5 separate regions of the Mus musculus genome follow, and regions 2, 3, 4 and 5 are each linked to region 1. Evidence: chromatin contacts called from public promoter capture Hi-C data. All regions are on one chromosome and are shown on one strand. Each heading gives the region's core, a stretch centred on a gene start, on an enhancer-like site or on the middle of the called end of the contact. The rest is flanking DNA. Distances are from core to core; before and after follow the strand shown.

What was found. Promoter capture Hi-C pulls out the DNA fragments that hold promoters and counts their contacts. Capture Hi-C pulls out chosen DNA fragments and counts their contacts.
Region 2: a promoter capture Hi-C map of pre-B cells shows a contact between it and region 1, with 4 times the contacts expected there. The contact joins the promoter of Lysmd1 here to the promoter of Prkab2 in region 1. A contact is called at or near these places in 2 of 39 promoter capture datasets (hippocampal neurons and pre-B cells).
Region 3: a promoter capture Hi-C map of hippocampal neurons shows a contact between it and region 1, with 3 times the contacts expected there. The contact joins the promoter of Cgn here to the promoter of Prkab2 in region 1. A contact is called at or near these places in 3 of 39 promoter capture datasets (hippocampal neurons, liver and pre-B cells).
Region 4: a promoter capture Hi-C map of liver shows a contact between it and region 1, with 4 times the contacts expected there. The contact joins the promoter of Rfx5 here to the promoter of Prkab2 in region 1. A contact is called at or near these places in 3 of 39 promoter capture datasets (hippocampal neurons, liver and pre-B cells) and 1 of 9 other capture datasets (liver).
Region 5: a contact with region 1 is called in a promoter capture Hi-C map of pre-B cells, with 3 times the contacts expected there. The contact joins the promoter of Pi4kb here to the promoter of Prkab2 in region 1. A contact is called at or near these places in 1 of 39 promoter capture datasets (pre-B cells) and 1 of 9 other capture datasets (adipose tissue).

Annotation. Positions count from the first base shown.
Region 1 is chr3:97,656,896-97,659,595 of GRCm38.p6, reverse strand. It overlaps Prkab2 (protein kinase, AMP-activated, beta 2 non-catalytic subunit), which reads right to left and starts at 1,384. Exons shown (of 8, transcript NM_182997.2): 1 at 1,227-1,384; 2 at 830-1,007. The coding sequence starts at 982.
Region 2 is chr3:95,132,773-95,135,500 of GRCm38.p6, reverse strand. It overlaps Lysmd1 (LysM, putative peptidoglycan-binding, domain containing 1), which reads right to left and starts at 1,413. Exons shown (of 3, transcript NM_153121.2): 1 at 505-1,413. The coding sequence starts at 684. It overlaps Scnm1 (sodium channel modifier 1), which reads left to right and starts at 1,489. Exons shown (of 7, transcript NM_027013.2): 1 at 1,489-1,656; 2 at 1,873-1,943; 3 at 2,213-2,301; 4 at 2,390-2,484; 5 at 2,588-2,676. The coding sequence starts at 1,606.
Region 3 is chr3:94,785,002-94,787,882 of GRCm38.p6, reverse strand. It overlaps Cgn (cingulin), which reads left to right and starts at 1,401. Exons shown (of 21, transcript NM_001037711.3): 1 at 1,401-1,507.
Region 4 is chr3:94,952,700-94,955,399 of GRCm38.p6, reverse strand. It overlaps Rfx5 (regulatory factor X, 5 (influences HLA class II expression)), which reads right to left and starts at 1,292. Exons shown (of 10, transcript NM_017395.3): 1 at 1,149-1,292; 2 at 254-385; 3 at 15-48. The coding sequence starts at 366.
Region 5 is chr3:94,973,291-94,975,990 of GRCm38.p6, reverse strand. Pi4kb (phosphatidylinositol 4-kinase beta) reads right to left here and starts at 1,260. Exons shown (of 11, transcript NM_175356.3): 1 at 906-1,260. It overlaps B230398E01Rik (a long non-coding RNA gene), which reads left to right. Exons shown (of 4, transcript XR_003954666.1): 2 at 1-642.

The DNA.
Region 1 (2,700 bases), core at 135-2,634:
GTATTTAATGCTGACATTTCTAAGTGATTAGGAACATTAGGGTAGCAATCACACTGCTGTCAGCTCCATCTGGCTCTTCTTTTGAGTGACCAAAAGTGGCCTCTGGCTCCAAGTCTATGGAATTGAGAGCTAAGGCTTCAGGTCAGTAGAGGGTGGTTTTGAGCCCCGGGCAACGTTTTGAAGTACTTCTGAGGAGTGAAGTAAAGTGACTTGCTCTCCTGTGCAAAGCTCACAGCTACATTTTAAAACGGCACGTTTCAAAAAAAGATCTGAGCCATTAACCAAATGATGTCCTATATGGATCCCCAAGACTAGGGGAAAGTATTCAAGTAATCAACTGATGGCAGCTCAGAGCCATACAAAGGTGGACGAGGATCGAAGAGGTGATGCAGAACACGTAAGAGAGAGCAAGAAGGAGACCTACACAGAGACATTTTCAGGGAGAAGTCATCTAGCTATCTTGAGGCCAATGTGAGAAACTGAGCCCTTTTCAATAGCTCAGACAACGCACCCTCCGAAGTTTCCACCCGCGCTCACAACCTATACATCCTGCAAGCTCTGGAAGAGGGCAACCTGCACGTAGATCCAAGGATGGGGCTGGCAGGGGATGGGTTTTTGGTACTCGTCCTAAAAGGTTGGCCCACAGATTACTCTGAGCAGCAGGAAAACAACTCCGCGCCCCTATCCTAATTTGAGGTAGTATCTAGGAGGAATTAGCACCCAGCATCTCTATCCGCGGAATAGCCTTCTAGTTAAAAAGCCCATAACCCTTGAGAATGAGGAGGAAGAACCAAGAAGGGCGGAGCTGCCGGCAGCCCCGCTACCTCACCTTGGAGTCGGGCAGGCTGAAGACGCTGGGGTCGTCCGTGCTCCCCACCATGATCTTGTGCTCCTTTCCCGGGCCATGGCCGCCGCCCTCAGCTCGAGCAGCTTTGGCTCCGTGGCGCTCCCCGGACACCCGCTCGCTGGTAGTGTTTCCCATGGCTGCAGCTCGAGTCGGGGGCAACCTGCCGCGGGGAATGACACCAGGCGGGGAACACCCCCGCGGCTGCGTCAGGGGCGCCCCGGCCCCGCCCCTGCGCCCGGGAAGGGAATCCCCGCCGCAGGGGACCGCGCCCGGGGTCCCCTCCCTTACCCGCTTCACGGACGCCTCGGCTCGGAGAACCGGCTCCGGGAGCCCTCGCTGCCCCACAGCCCCGGTCCCGCACACCCCCCACGCCGCTCACCTCGGGCGATGCGCTCCGGGCTCGCGTGGCTACACGCACGCCGGCTGTTCGGCGTACAAGGAGACCAATAAAGTTATTGAAATTGAAGCCGCGCCCCAAACCAGCGAACCGGGTTTCCTCCTAAAATGGCTACAAGGCCCGCGACGAGGTACCGCCTCTGCCTCTGGCCCCGCCCACCGAGCCTCTTGTTCCGCCCCCTGCGCTCCAGCCCCGCCCCCTCCTCAGCCTGGGTCGCCTGCCTCTCTAGCCACCAGCACCGCCTCTGTGGTGGGTGCGTGCGCAGCTCCGGCTTGGGGCGGGGCCGAGGGTGGGGTCCGGGTCGGGATTAGGGCTGTGAACTGTCCGCCCAGGGCTTGATAGTGGGGCGTCTTGTCTTCCTAAGCAGTTTGTCTATCCATGGGGCACGCGGTTATTAGAAAAGCCGAATCCGAGGCCTCCCCGTGCCCTAGGTACAGAATTAGAATCTGCACTTTTAACAGGATCACCTCAAACGACTGGACAGCGGTGCATAGTGGATCCACATTTTCATATTCCGCGTACGCCTCTACCAAGCAACCTTTTTAGTTGTCCCAGGAGGCATGAAATAAAAAGTAGGACAGAGAATTGACTAGACACGTGATGGCAGTTACTGCAGAAGACTTACTTCTATGTGATGCCCAAACTCATCAAAGCGGTGTTTTCTGTTACTGTGATTAGCTGTGTGGATTAATGCAAACAGCTAATGAGTGAGAGCACAGGTAGGCTGGGAATATACTATTGGACTAGCGTTTTGAAACCAGTCGGCTGGAAGTGAAGATAAAATAGGCTGATGGAGGGCCCAGTGGGGTCAAAGAACTCTGGACACAGGAGAGACTGAGTGAGCTGAGACAGTGAGAGGTGTCCTGTGAGAGTAGCGTGTCTGCCACTGAGGTTTCAGTGGTCTTGCAGTCATTAGCACTGGCAGAATCTTAGACAAGTGTGTAGATCGGTGAGATGAGGCCGACCATAAAGCCATTAGAAGTCATAAACCCTGATGAGATGGTTCAGTGGTTAAGAGCCCTTACTGTTCTTTTAGAGGACCCGGGTTTGGTCCCAGCACCTACAAGGTGGCTCATAATCATCTGTTCCAGGCGCTACAACACCTTCAGGTGCACATACAAACATGTAGGCAAAACACTCAAACATAGATTAACATTTTAAACAATGAAAGTAATTACTCAAAAGGAACAGTGAGGTAGCAAAGAGAGTTGGAGGTCTACCTTAACATTGATTTCCTTCCTCTTTACTGAAGCACTGACTCTAACCTTAGGATGTTGTCTGTCTCCACAGAGATGCATTTCTTAGCCTCCCTAATAGATAGATAGGGGGAAATGGTAAGTAGAATTTCTCCGTTTCTCTTTCTTTGTGTATAGGGTGTCCATAGAATGGCCAGAGCTCCAGCAGCCACTTCAGATCACGAGGTAGTTAAAAGCAGTGGAATAAAAAAAGGGAACTG
Region 2 (2,728 bases), core at 164-2,663, 2.5 Mb after region 1:
GAAGTATGTAGAGGGGACTTGTTTTGTGCCTCTGCACAAAGAAAACAGAGCCTTGGGGTGGAAATAAGAACTACAAATGGGCACCTTCAGAGTGCTAGTAAAAGTCAGCTCTTCCTTACCAGTCTCTACATCCCCACCCCCACCCCTACCCCACCCCCGCATGGCTAATAGTACCGGCTTTAGAGTCAGACAGAAACCTTACTCTGACACTTAAGTGATTCGACCTTGATCAAACTGGTTTATCAGTCTTAAGTTGATAGGGACACAAGTCCAGTTAATGGCTGTAAGCCCCGCCCCCACTCACCCACCTCCCTCACCATCTACAGGAGTTGCTCCTCCCACTGGGATAGTTGGGCAGATCTGTCCCAACAGTGCTCTGCTGAGATGTGAAAGCAAAATAAGGAAGAAAAAAAACAGACCATAATAGAATTTAAATAATGTGAGAGGGGGCATCTTAGCGGGCCACCCACTTTCTCGGGACTATCTCAATTCTGGAAGACTCACCGTTACCCCGTATTTGAGTGCTAATCCAGCCAGGGTGTCTCCAGGCTCCAATTGATGCTCCAGGCGTCTTTCCCTCACTGGGGAGCAGGATGATTGTACCAGGCTTCCATAAGAACGAGCACGGCTCCCATGCAGCAGCCCTGACCCCCCGAGGGGAGGCTGTCTAGAGGGAGAAGCCATCTCCTCACTGTCAAGACCTAGGGTCACAACTGAGGGAAGCCCAGCTAAGTAACAGTGACGGCCGAACCCAAGGAATGGATATTCAGATAATTCGTTTTCTCTTCTCTCGTCTCTCTACAGTCTCCCGACTCTCGAGAGACTACATTCGTCGTCCTCCTCTTGCTGCTTCTTGCCGTGCCTGGAGTTACTGTCCGTCTCTTAAGAAGTCTGCCAGGCCGGTTACATTTCTCTTTCCACGAGCTCCTTACCCATAAGTATCTTCCCTGAGCTGTCAGTCGCTGACCCGGTTGACTTTCGACGCCCCCTCCCCAACTCCTCGCAAGCCTGATCTCTGACCTTTGAACCCTAGACACCCTCATCAACACTCTTCCCTCAGTGTATCCCCACATCCAACAGTCGGGATGCCGGGTGCTCCCACATCCTCTCTGTTCCAAATAAGGCCCACCCCAGGTAGGTTGTGGCTGAGGAGTACGAGCCTGAGGACAGCAAGAGTTTGTAGTATATAGTCCACTGAGATCCCTGACGCCTCGCTCCACATCAGGAAGGTCCCACCCTGAAATTCCGGCTCCACATACAGGATCTTGAGTCTCCGAACACCTGGATCCTTCGAGATGTGAGGTCCTGTGTCCAGGTGAGCAGTGTGCTCTTCAAAAAAATAAAAAAATAAAATAAATAACCAAAAGACTTCATTTCCCAAAAGGCACAGCGTCTCAAAGTATTGTAGGAAATGCAGGCCCCCTCAGGGCGCTGGAGGCGGGTCTTCCGGTTCGCGCGACGCAAGCGTGGAACATCATCCCCGGAAGTACAGATTCAACAAGAAAGAAACCGGAAGCAGAGAAGGCGATAGTGTACTCTTTCTACGGTGGCCTAAAGGAGCAGCGAAGTAGGCGTAGGGGAATTTATCGTAGTCTCACAGTCGCTATGTCTTTTAAGAGGGAAGGGGACGACTGGAGTCAACTCAATGTGCTCAAAGTAAGCCTTAGTGAGAGTCTGATCACCTTCAGCCGCCCTGTTGTTTTGTTTTGTTGCTCTGGCGACATCTAGGGGAGGGCTTAGGGGACCAGAACTGAGTGGTGACCCCTACTACCCTATGATCTGCATAGCCCCGTGTGCCATTTGACTCCTTATCCATACTATTTCATTTCCATCCGTCCCTCTTACTCATTTCTCCTATCCTGCTCCCTGCAGAAACGGAGAGTTGGGGACCTGCTGGCTAGTTACATCCCTGAGGACGAGGCACTGATGCTGCGGGATGGACGGTGAGAGCGAAGAGTGGATCAAGCCTGGGGATTCGGGGATCAAAGGCTCAACAAACTTTTGTCACTAAGGAGTTCAGGAGTATAATAGGACTCTTTGGCTGGAAGTGAAGTGTAAGGGGTGGAGATCGGGAAACCTGGGAGTTGGTGGTGGAGTACTCTGACAGAAGTAGGACCTACTCACCATAGCAAGAACACCCCGACTGCAGGCTCTCGAACACACAACATACACACCACACACCACACACATCATTCACTTCTCGTTTCCCTAGCTTTGCTTGTGCCATCTGCCCCCATCGACCAGTACTAGACACGCTGGCCATGTTGACAGCCCACCGTGCAGGCAAGAAGCATTTGTCCAGTAAGTATCAGAGAAGTGGGGAGGGCGGGAGATGGAGAGCAAGCCACCAGGCATTGTGCTTTTCATTCCTCCTTGCTTTTGTTCTCAGGTCTGAAGCTTTTCTATGGCAAAAAGCAAACAGGCAAGGGAACAGAGCAAAATCCAAGACAGCAGAACGAATTGAAGACAGAAAGCAAAACTGAGGTGAGAGGGCATCAGGTGTGGTTTAGACAGGGCTATACTTCACACAACAGGCTTGAGGGAACGTTTGCTCCTAACAGCTCTAACTCTGTCTCTTCATCACCAGGCTCCTTTGCTAACCCAGACTCGAATCATCACCCAGAATGCTCTACACAGAGCTCCCCACTATAACAGTTGCTGCCGGAGGAAGCACAGGTCCGTGGAATGGGAAAGCCAGGAGTGGAAAAGGGTAGAAGGAAATAGATGA
Region 3 (2,881 bases), core at 152-2,651, 2.9 Mb after region 1:
CACTCTTTGGTGTAAAAGTAACCTGACCCAGAAGGGACACCACCTCTGCAATAGGTCGCCCAAACCGCACATATTTCCTCTCTCTCTCTCTCTCTCTCTCTCTCTCTCTCTCTCTCTCTCTCTCTCTCTCTCTCGCTCTCTCTCCCCCTCTCTCTCCCTCTCTCTCCCTCCCTCCTTGTTCCTCCTTAAGGGCTGTATCCCTCATAGAAGGCTTCTCATGGAATGCGGAGACCTAGCAACCCAGCTACAGAACAGGTAGGTGGACTTTCCCCTCCAGGGTCCACGCCCAGCATCTGAAGGCTGGGGGAGGGGAAGGGAATGATCTCCAGCTAACGCCACAGAAATGCTGGCTGTAGGGAAGATTCCTCTTCAAATCTAAATATATTACAATAAATATTTACTGAACAAATAAAGGAGAGAACTATTCAGAGGCCAGCAAGGTAAGCTAAGCCAATCTTCTTTTAACATACCTCAGCGATTGACACTAGGAGCCAGCTTTAATGTTACCTGCCTCAGTCTGCACGCAAAGCACCCCAGAGTCTTTTCGGTGTAGTGGGACCAAAAGCCCTACTTGACAGGCTTTCAGAAAAGATGGATTTACAATCTGTAGTTGAGCTCCTTTCTGCTTATAAAGCTTATTCTGATGCGTGTAAATTTACAGCACTCGGTTCCCAAGTCATTCATTCTACACATTTTATTAAGAGCCAACTATGTGCTGACCTCTGTTATAGGCGTTTGAGATGAAGCGTACAAAACAAAAGAAAATGAAGATCTCGGCTCTGGCCGAGATTTTCATAGGGAGATAAAATGAAAATGATTTTTAGGGTGATGTAAATTGGGTGATTACATCTTCCAAAGAAAAAGGGTGCAAAATGATTATGGAGGCCAGGAGCCCGAGGATGAGAATCCACGACTGAGATTTTGGTTCGGATTGCCGATAAGGCAGGCGAGCAGAGATGCAGAACGCGCTGACATCGGGAGACTACGAAGAAATTTTCTGCGGAAAGCGACAGAACTGTATTCTGGCTTATGCGGAGGCAGATGAAGGGCAGAAAGGGCTGTGAACCGAGATTTGCTTTGAGAAGAGCACGAGGAAGGCACTTCCCACAGAACCCAGGGGATGCTCTGGCGCTAAGCTACGCGGGTCCGCAGAGCCCCGACGCCCCCAAAATGGCCTCTTAGGTCCCCCGGTGCCCCGCCCTCGCCCCACCAGTCCACGTGACCCCACCGCCCCTCCCGTCCACCGGGCTGGGGACCCCGGTTCTGGGTTCCCGCGGTGTCTGCTCCGCCCCTTGCGGGAAACTGACCAATAGAAGAAGGGGTGAGGCGGGGCGGGAGGTGACGGCCAATGGGGCGGAGCTCCTGGGGAGTAACAGGTTGGTGGGCGGGGGAAAGGAGGGAGCTCAGAGCTCGGAGGGGCTGGGCTGCAGCAGCGCGTGTAGCTCGGCTGGTCGGAGCGCGATCCCCTGCGGGGTGTGTGAATCCGGGAGCACTGATCTGGACCGGGGTGAGTGAATCTGTCTGGAGCGAGGACACCTGCGATGCGAGTGGGTCCTCAGGAGTATGCTCGAGGGCCGGAGTAGAGGCATCAAATGCCCTCCTCCTGGGCACAGGTGCTGAGTTTAGCAGGAAGGGCGGTCAGAGTGCGGTGGCAGAGCTAAGAGCTAACCCCTACTCCACGGTGTCAGAAGCGAGTGGCTGGGAAGGTGCCAGGTGTGAGGCACCTGAGGGTTAGGTTATTCCCAGGGCATGCATGCATTTCAGCGCTACAATCTCTGGAGGTCAGGCGCCAGCCCTTGGGGCAGAATTTCTCTTGGAGACCAGCATGGGGGCGGGGGAGGGTTCATCCTATTGGAGCAAATGGAAGTGCCGCCAGAGGTTCAGAGACTGAAGTGGTGATATCCGCATGTGCTGGTTTTGGGGGTAACTACCCCCTCCCCGCCCCCGTCAGTCCTTACTGGTCTCTGACACTCTCCTTCTGGCTTTGGAAATGCTGAGGTGTGGGGTCATTCCCTGACCATTTGCCTACAGGTGAAAGCAGTTGCCAGTAAGACACTAAGGTCAGAATACGAGGGCACCCATCTCTTTCCTAGGTGTGAGATTATTTAAGGCTGTTTCTTTCTTTGCTTTCATGCCAGGGAAATTTTTTCCTTCTTCCTCTAGAAAGAACTGTGTGTATTCTACAAGAGAGGGGAATGGGAATGGAGAAGCATAAATCCCTCGACCCACATACTAGCTGAAAATGTTTGCTTTCTCGGGGATGTGAAACGAGGATTGATACTGGGTTTCATATGGCCCATGCTGGCCTTGAATTTGCCATAGCCCATGCTGGACTTGAACTTGCTGTACAGCTGAGGCTGACCTTGAACTGGTGGGCTGCCTTCCGCTCCCAGTGCCTGGATTACAGGTTCATATCACCACACCCACCTAGAAATAGTCTTCTTTCTTGAGGCTGATGTAAAAATTTTTCCTTCCAGCAAATACATATTTCCTTCTTTTTTTCTGTTACAAAGTAGTCTCTTTGTATATTTTTTAAAAAGATTTATTTATTTATTTATTTTATGTATATGAGTATACTGTAGCTGTACAGAAGGTTGTGAGCCACCATGTGGTTGCTGGGATTTGAACTCAGGACCTTTGGAAGAACAGTCTTAACCGCTGAGCCATCTCTCCAGCCCTATATTTCCTTCTTTTTCTCTAGTTCTAGATTGGGGGACACTGGTGAGATCTGGAAGTGCAGCTAATTTCCTTGACCCTTCCCAGAATCCTCTTGATTCCCTGAAATCCTAGTTGGCATCCTTGATTCACGATCTTTGATAGACTAGAGTACTTACTAGTGGTGCAGAAACATAGGCAGAACTCCCTAGGAGACCAAAAGACT
Region 4 (2,700 bases), core at 43-2,542, 2.7 Mb after region 1:
CCCAGCATGCTTACCAGAATTCCCTCTACTTTGTTCTGCACGGCCTTGCTGTGGAGAAGAAGAGAAAGCTGGAGGTCACAAGGTTTCCCCATCCCTTTGTCTGACTGCTAGAGACAGAAAAAGGACCAAACAGCTACGGACCACAGACCTCAGCCTGCCTGCTCTGAAACACTTGCCTGAGGAAGGAGTGCAGGGCAACAAGGATCTACAGCTGGGTCTGGAACAGGGTTTGGAGACAGAGACAATTACTTACGAAATGGTACCTCGGAGCCTTTGGAGGAGGGTGGTAGGTTCTCCAGCGTCAGCACCACCTTGGGGCCTTGCCCCAGTCTTGGGGCTCTTAGCATCAGGTTTATCTTCTGCCATCCCAGCATGAGGGCTACAGCTGAGAGAGGAGATCGCTGAGGATTTAACTACTACCAAGCTTCCTTTCTCCTAGAGACCCCAAGGCAGTCCTCCTGTCTCTACCCAGAAATACAAACAGAAGCAAAGCTTCCTCCAGTGGTTTTCCACACCACTTGCCTTCTCTAAAATTAGAATTATTCTGTTACTTTATCAGGCCCTTGTATACCCAAAGAGATCTCTGACATCTCCATTCTATATGTCCCACCTTTTGAAGTCTCCCAAATCTGGAAAACTGTTATGGGAAGGGATAGGGGTGGAGAAGTCCACGTTAAAAGAAATCTTACAATTTCTCCCAGTGCTGCAACACCTCCAGCCCCCCCCCCCCCAAGCCCCTCCAGCCGCCCCCCCTCAACACCTATAACGACAAGTCAAAGTTCTCCGATCCTCTAATAGACTCCTCGCCATTGATTTTGCCTGGAAGGTCGGAAGGGATACAAACATACTCGGCCTTTCCAGGTTTGAAAAAAACTGGGCCCAAGTTCTCATTACTGAGTCTCGCCACGGCTTCCCCCGCTGCCCCCCTCGCCGCGGCGCGGACCCTACGTCATCCCACGACATCCCACTCCGAAGCGTCCCCACTCCCCTCGGGCCCCTCCACCCCAACCCCAGGTGCTGGGCTAGGTCTCCGAACTCAGGGGGCTGGGCGCAGGAAACCCTGCGGGGAACAGGGTCCCAGATTCGGGCACGTGCGCAGGGGCAAGGAGCTGGTCCTGCTAGCTCCGGAGTGCTGTTGCCCCTCCTACCTCGGAACCGTCGCCTTCCAGCACGGACATTAGATAGGTGAGAGAGAAAGAGAAACTACCCTGTGGCTACCTCAGCTCCTGCCCAGCCCCACGGTGCCCAGCCGGCGGGCTCGTGCGTTGCTTTTATTTTTCCTTTTTCTGAATGGTTATGCCAGCCGCGATCTGCCTGGATACACGCACGGCCTGCTCTGTGATTGGCCGTTGCTGCCTCCAAGACGAAGGCAGTGAAAGTCTGCCTGGTAACAGAATATGATTGGTCGAGAGGGGAGGGAAAATCCAAAGTTAGTCTTATTTGAGTCAAGAGGGGGAAGTCCAGGTTGGTTTCGGTTAAAACTGGGGTCGGTTAGGTCTGCGGGCCCGGAAAGGGTTCTGTTCTTAAAGGGACCGCAGGATGAAAGCCCGGGCGCTTGGCTGCTTCTGGAGCATCTGGTCTTTTGCTTTCTGATCCTGTGCGTTGTAAAATCAGCGAGAAGAGGATAAGGGATCGACCGCGGGCTTTACTTGGGAAGATTTACGTAGATGCCGTCTAGGATCCAAGAACCACAGACAGGAGTTACAGGGTAGGAAAGTGATTGGCTAGTTGTAGCTGGGGAATAAGATGAGTTAAAAATGTAAGAAGGTTTGATTAAAAAAAAGCCAAACAACTCTATTACTGGGGCGTCGATAAGGACGTGGAAAGCACGAATCTATAAAAGCAAGTTACTTTGGTTGTGAGAACCAAATTTCTTAGGTTTCAGGAACTCTGTTTAAACAAAATTGGGGAGCTTTACAAAATGGAATGGCCACAGATAGCTACCATGTTTGATTGTTGCCTTTGGTTGTCAGAGCTGTCCGAAATAATCAGTAGGTGATATTTTTAAATTTTTGCTAGAAAATGATGTCTACTGATGGAAATTCGTTATAAAGTCCTGTAACTTTAATAAAATAAAATAACACAAGTTGAACCATTCGTCCTTCCCTCTTTGCTTACCCATCCCTGTGGCCAACAGCCTCTAGGATTGCAGGCTTCCCCTCATTCCACAAAGAATCTGCAAATCCTTAGCAGCTGTACCACATTAAGAGAAAATGTTTTTTTCTCTGTTGTTAGCCGTGGTATCGCCATTTTATAAAGTGCCTCCGTTCTAGTTAAGCCAAAGCTAATGCCAACTCATTTTCCAGATTTCTCCTCACCCTACCCCTCCTACCTGGGTAAACCACAGGAGATGTTTATTGGTTGCCTGACCCTGTCTGTCTCGCTACCCATAGCAACTGCTGACACAAAAGGAAATGGTATGGTCCTTCCACTTTAGACACTTGGCCCCACCCCCTCTGCAGGTATGCTCTAGAATAAAGCCTGTCTGTTGAGCCTCTAGTCCTCCTCTGTATTTTCTCCTTGCCCACCTTTGCCTATTCATGTTTCCGTTTCCTGGGTGTACTTCATCTCCTTCCTAGGGGGCACACTCCTGGAGTTCCCTGCTTGGTGGTGAACACTGGAATTTTGGTCAAGTAGAGGAAAAAAGAATTTAGTACTGTGATAACTTTTCCCTTCAGGTGCTTAACCCTCTTTGTTAAG
Region 5 (2,700 bases), core at 11-2,510, 2.7 Mb after region 1:
CATATGTGGAGATAAAAGGCATGATAGAGAACACTTAAAGACCACAGGGAAAACAGAGCCGAGGGAGACAAACATCAGCCGAATCCTGGAGAGAATGTCAAAAGTTGGAAATCCCTGGAGAGAATGTCAAAAGTTGGAAATCACTATCTGTAGGGGTGTTCACGGCAGAGCTTTCTCCTACGGGAAGCCCTCCAGAGGGCTGGAGATTGAGAAAGGGGAAAGAGAAGCCAAAGACAGCTTCAGGTATCATCAGGCACCCTAGAGAGGGGTTGAGGACTAAGGTCAAAGTGGATGGTATCTGGGTATGATGACAGTAGTCTGAGATCCTTTAAGGAGAAGGGAATAGGCAATTCTTGGAAGTCAGGAGCTGGGGGAGTGGGTCATGGTGAGGTCATGGAATTGGAAGCAGAAGAGAGGGATACAATCTGTAGCTGAGGGAAATGAGAACTCTGTGCTGAGATTGCACAGACTCGGAAGAGTGGGGCAAAATAGGAAAAGGGATAAAGGCGGAGTCCATGGAAGAGGCTTGTGAGCAGAAACACAAACGGCGAGGAAGGCAAACATGGATGATATTGTAGAAGGGGTCAAATGTGGAAAAGGTTCACGACTTAGGAAGATAGTTACGGAACAGAGGCAACAGAGGTACGAAGTGTGTGTCCTGCTGGTGGGGAGGTGGAATCCACGGGGCAGAGGGAGGGGCTAAACTGAAGAGGAAGCCAGAAAGCAGAGAAGACTACCCCGGGCCCGAGAGGAAAGGGTGAAGGACCTCGGGGTGCAGCTGCCACCAGGGGGGCAGTTTTGTAGTCGAACCCAGGTCGCGGTAGGCTGGGCGGGACAGGGTGGCAGAAGGACCCCCCCACACACACACACAGGCAAAGGCGACTCACGGGGGAGGAGCCGCTTACCTCCGGGGAACCCTCGCGGAGGGGGTGCAGGCGGTCGGGGTCGGACTGCCGACACCGCCGCCTCAGCAGCAGCGGCCGCTCCCGGGTTCCATTGGCCGCCTGCGCTTCCCTGACAGCGGCCGCGGCGGCTGCTCCAGGCCCCGGCTGCGGGGCTGCCCGCGGCGCCGCCTGAAGGGGCCTTCACGCAACTTCAAGTTGGACCGGACCCCACTAGCAGGACACAAAATAACAATTCCTTGGCGGGTTCCGATGTAAGAGTCCCCTGGGCCCGAGCCTTTCTTCCGGGAGATTGCTTTCCTGCTTCCCGGTGTCAGGACACTACTGATGCCATCGTAATCTGAGTCGAGTGAGCTGCCCGACTCACGCCTGTTCAGAAAGGAAAAGGGGGCGGGGAAGAGCTTTTGGAAGCTAGGGAGGGGGGGCAGGGAGGAGGGGCTTACGGGGGAAGGCGGGCCCTGTGTTTGAGGGCGGGCCTAAGAGACAGGCTTTACTAAGGAAGCCGAGAGGGAAGTAGCGTGGGTAAGATCAGTGGAGGGACGTGGAGGTACCGATATTTTATGTACTTCCAAAAGTGTATGAACATGCAAATTATATATAAACTATTCATTTGCGTAAACCACTGAGTTACCGTAACTGCCACCAGTGGCTTTTTTCTCCCTCTCCTATCCTACGGGATTTCTTTCGTAAGTCAGCCGGTAGGACCCATGCAGGAGGGCCAGAAAACAGACAAGAAAGAGAAGGGACGAAAAAAGGAGTACAATCACCTTCATTTCCCTCTTCCTACTCATCTTTAAGGATGATGCCATGAGTTTGCCCCTATAGCTTCAGGAATGGCCCAGTCCAACCGCCTCAATCTTTCACTGTTTCGCACCATCACTCTGGGACAAGGTGCTGCTTCCAAGGTCACCCCAGCTGCCAAAGCCTTAACAGAGGCTGGACAAGCCAGCTTAGGAAAAGTGAGTGAAATGACAAAAGTTTGGCTTATTCCTTTTCCGAAGGCTACAAAATCATGTGAGACAGGCCTCATAGACCCCTCCCCCCCCCCCCACAATCACTGTCCCAACGCTTTTCCTGGGACTTTTCTTAGTATCTTAGGCCCCTTGTAAGGGTAGGTTTGTTTGACAGGGTTTCTCTGTGTAGCCCTGGCTGTCCTGGAACTCACTGTGTAGACCAGGCTGGCCTTGAACTTAGAAATCTGTCGACCTCTGCTTCCCAAGTGCTACGCCTAAAGACGTGTGCCACCACTGCAGGCGGGTAGGTTCTTAATATTCTACGGGTTGAGCCTAGCTCTTGGGTGACATCTTCATTGCACTTATAAGCTGATTTGAGATCTTTGTTTCCTTTTTTTTTCTTTCCCTTTCTTCTCTAGCTTCCTTCCTATCCTCTTTCCCTTTTTAGAGACAGTCTATTTTTCCCAGGCTGCTTGTGATATTCCTTGGCTCAAGCCACTGGCCTGTGGAACATGTGGGAATATATCCACATGCCCCCAAGCTGGACTAACCCTCAACTTCTGTATAATAATATTGACAATATTATTATAGCACTACATTAACAACAGTAGTATCTGATGTAATAACATTTTCTAAGGTTTGGGGGAGGGGATCAAGAAAGTATGGGTTATAGTACTACATGTCTGTTATTGAAACAGACAAATGGTGAGTGAACCATGCCCCTGCTTCCGTATTTAACTGGGAGGCAGATAAAAAGCTAAAGCTGAAGACAAAGGGCTGAGAATTTGGCTCAGTGGTTTAGTACTGTTGCTCTTGCAGAGGACCCCGGTTCACTCCCAGGGGGT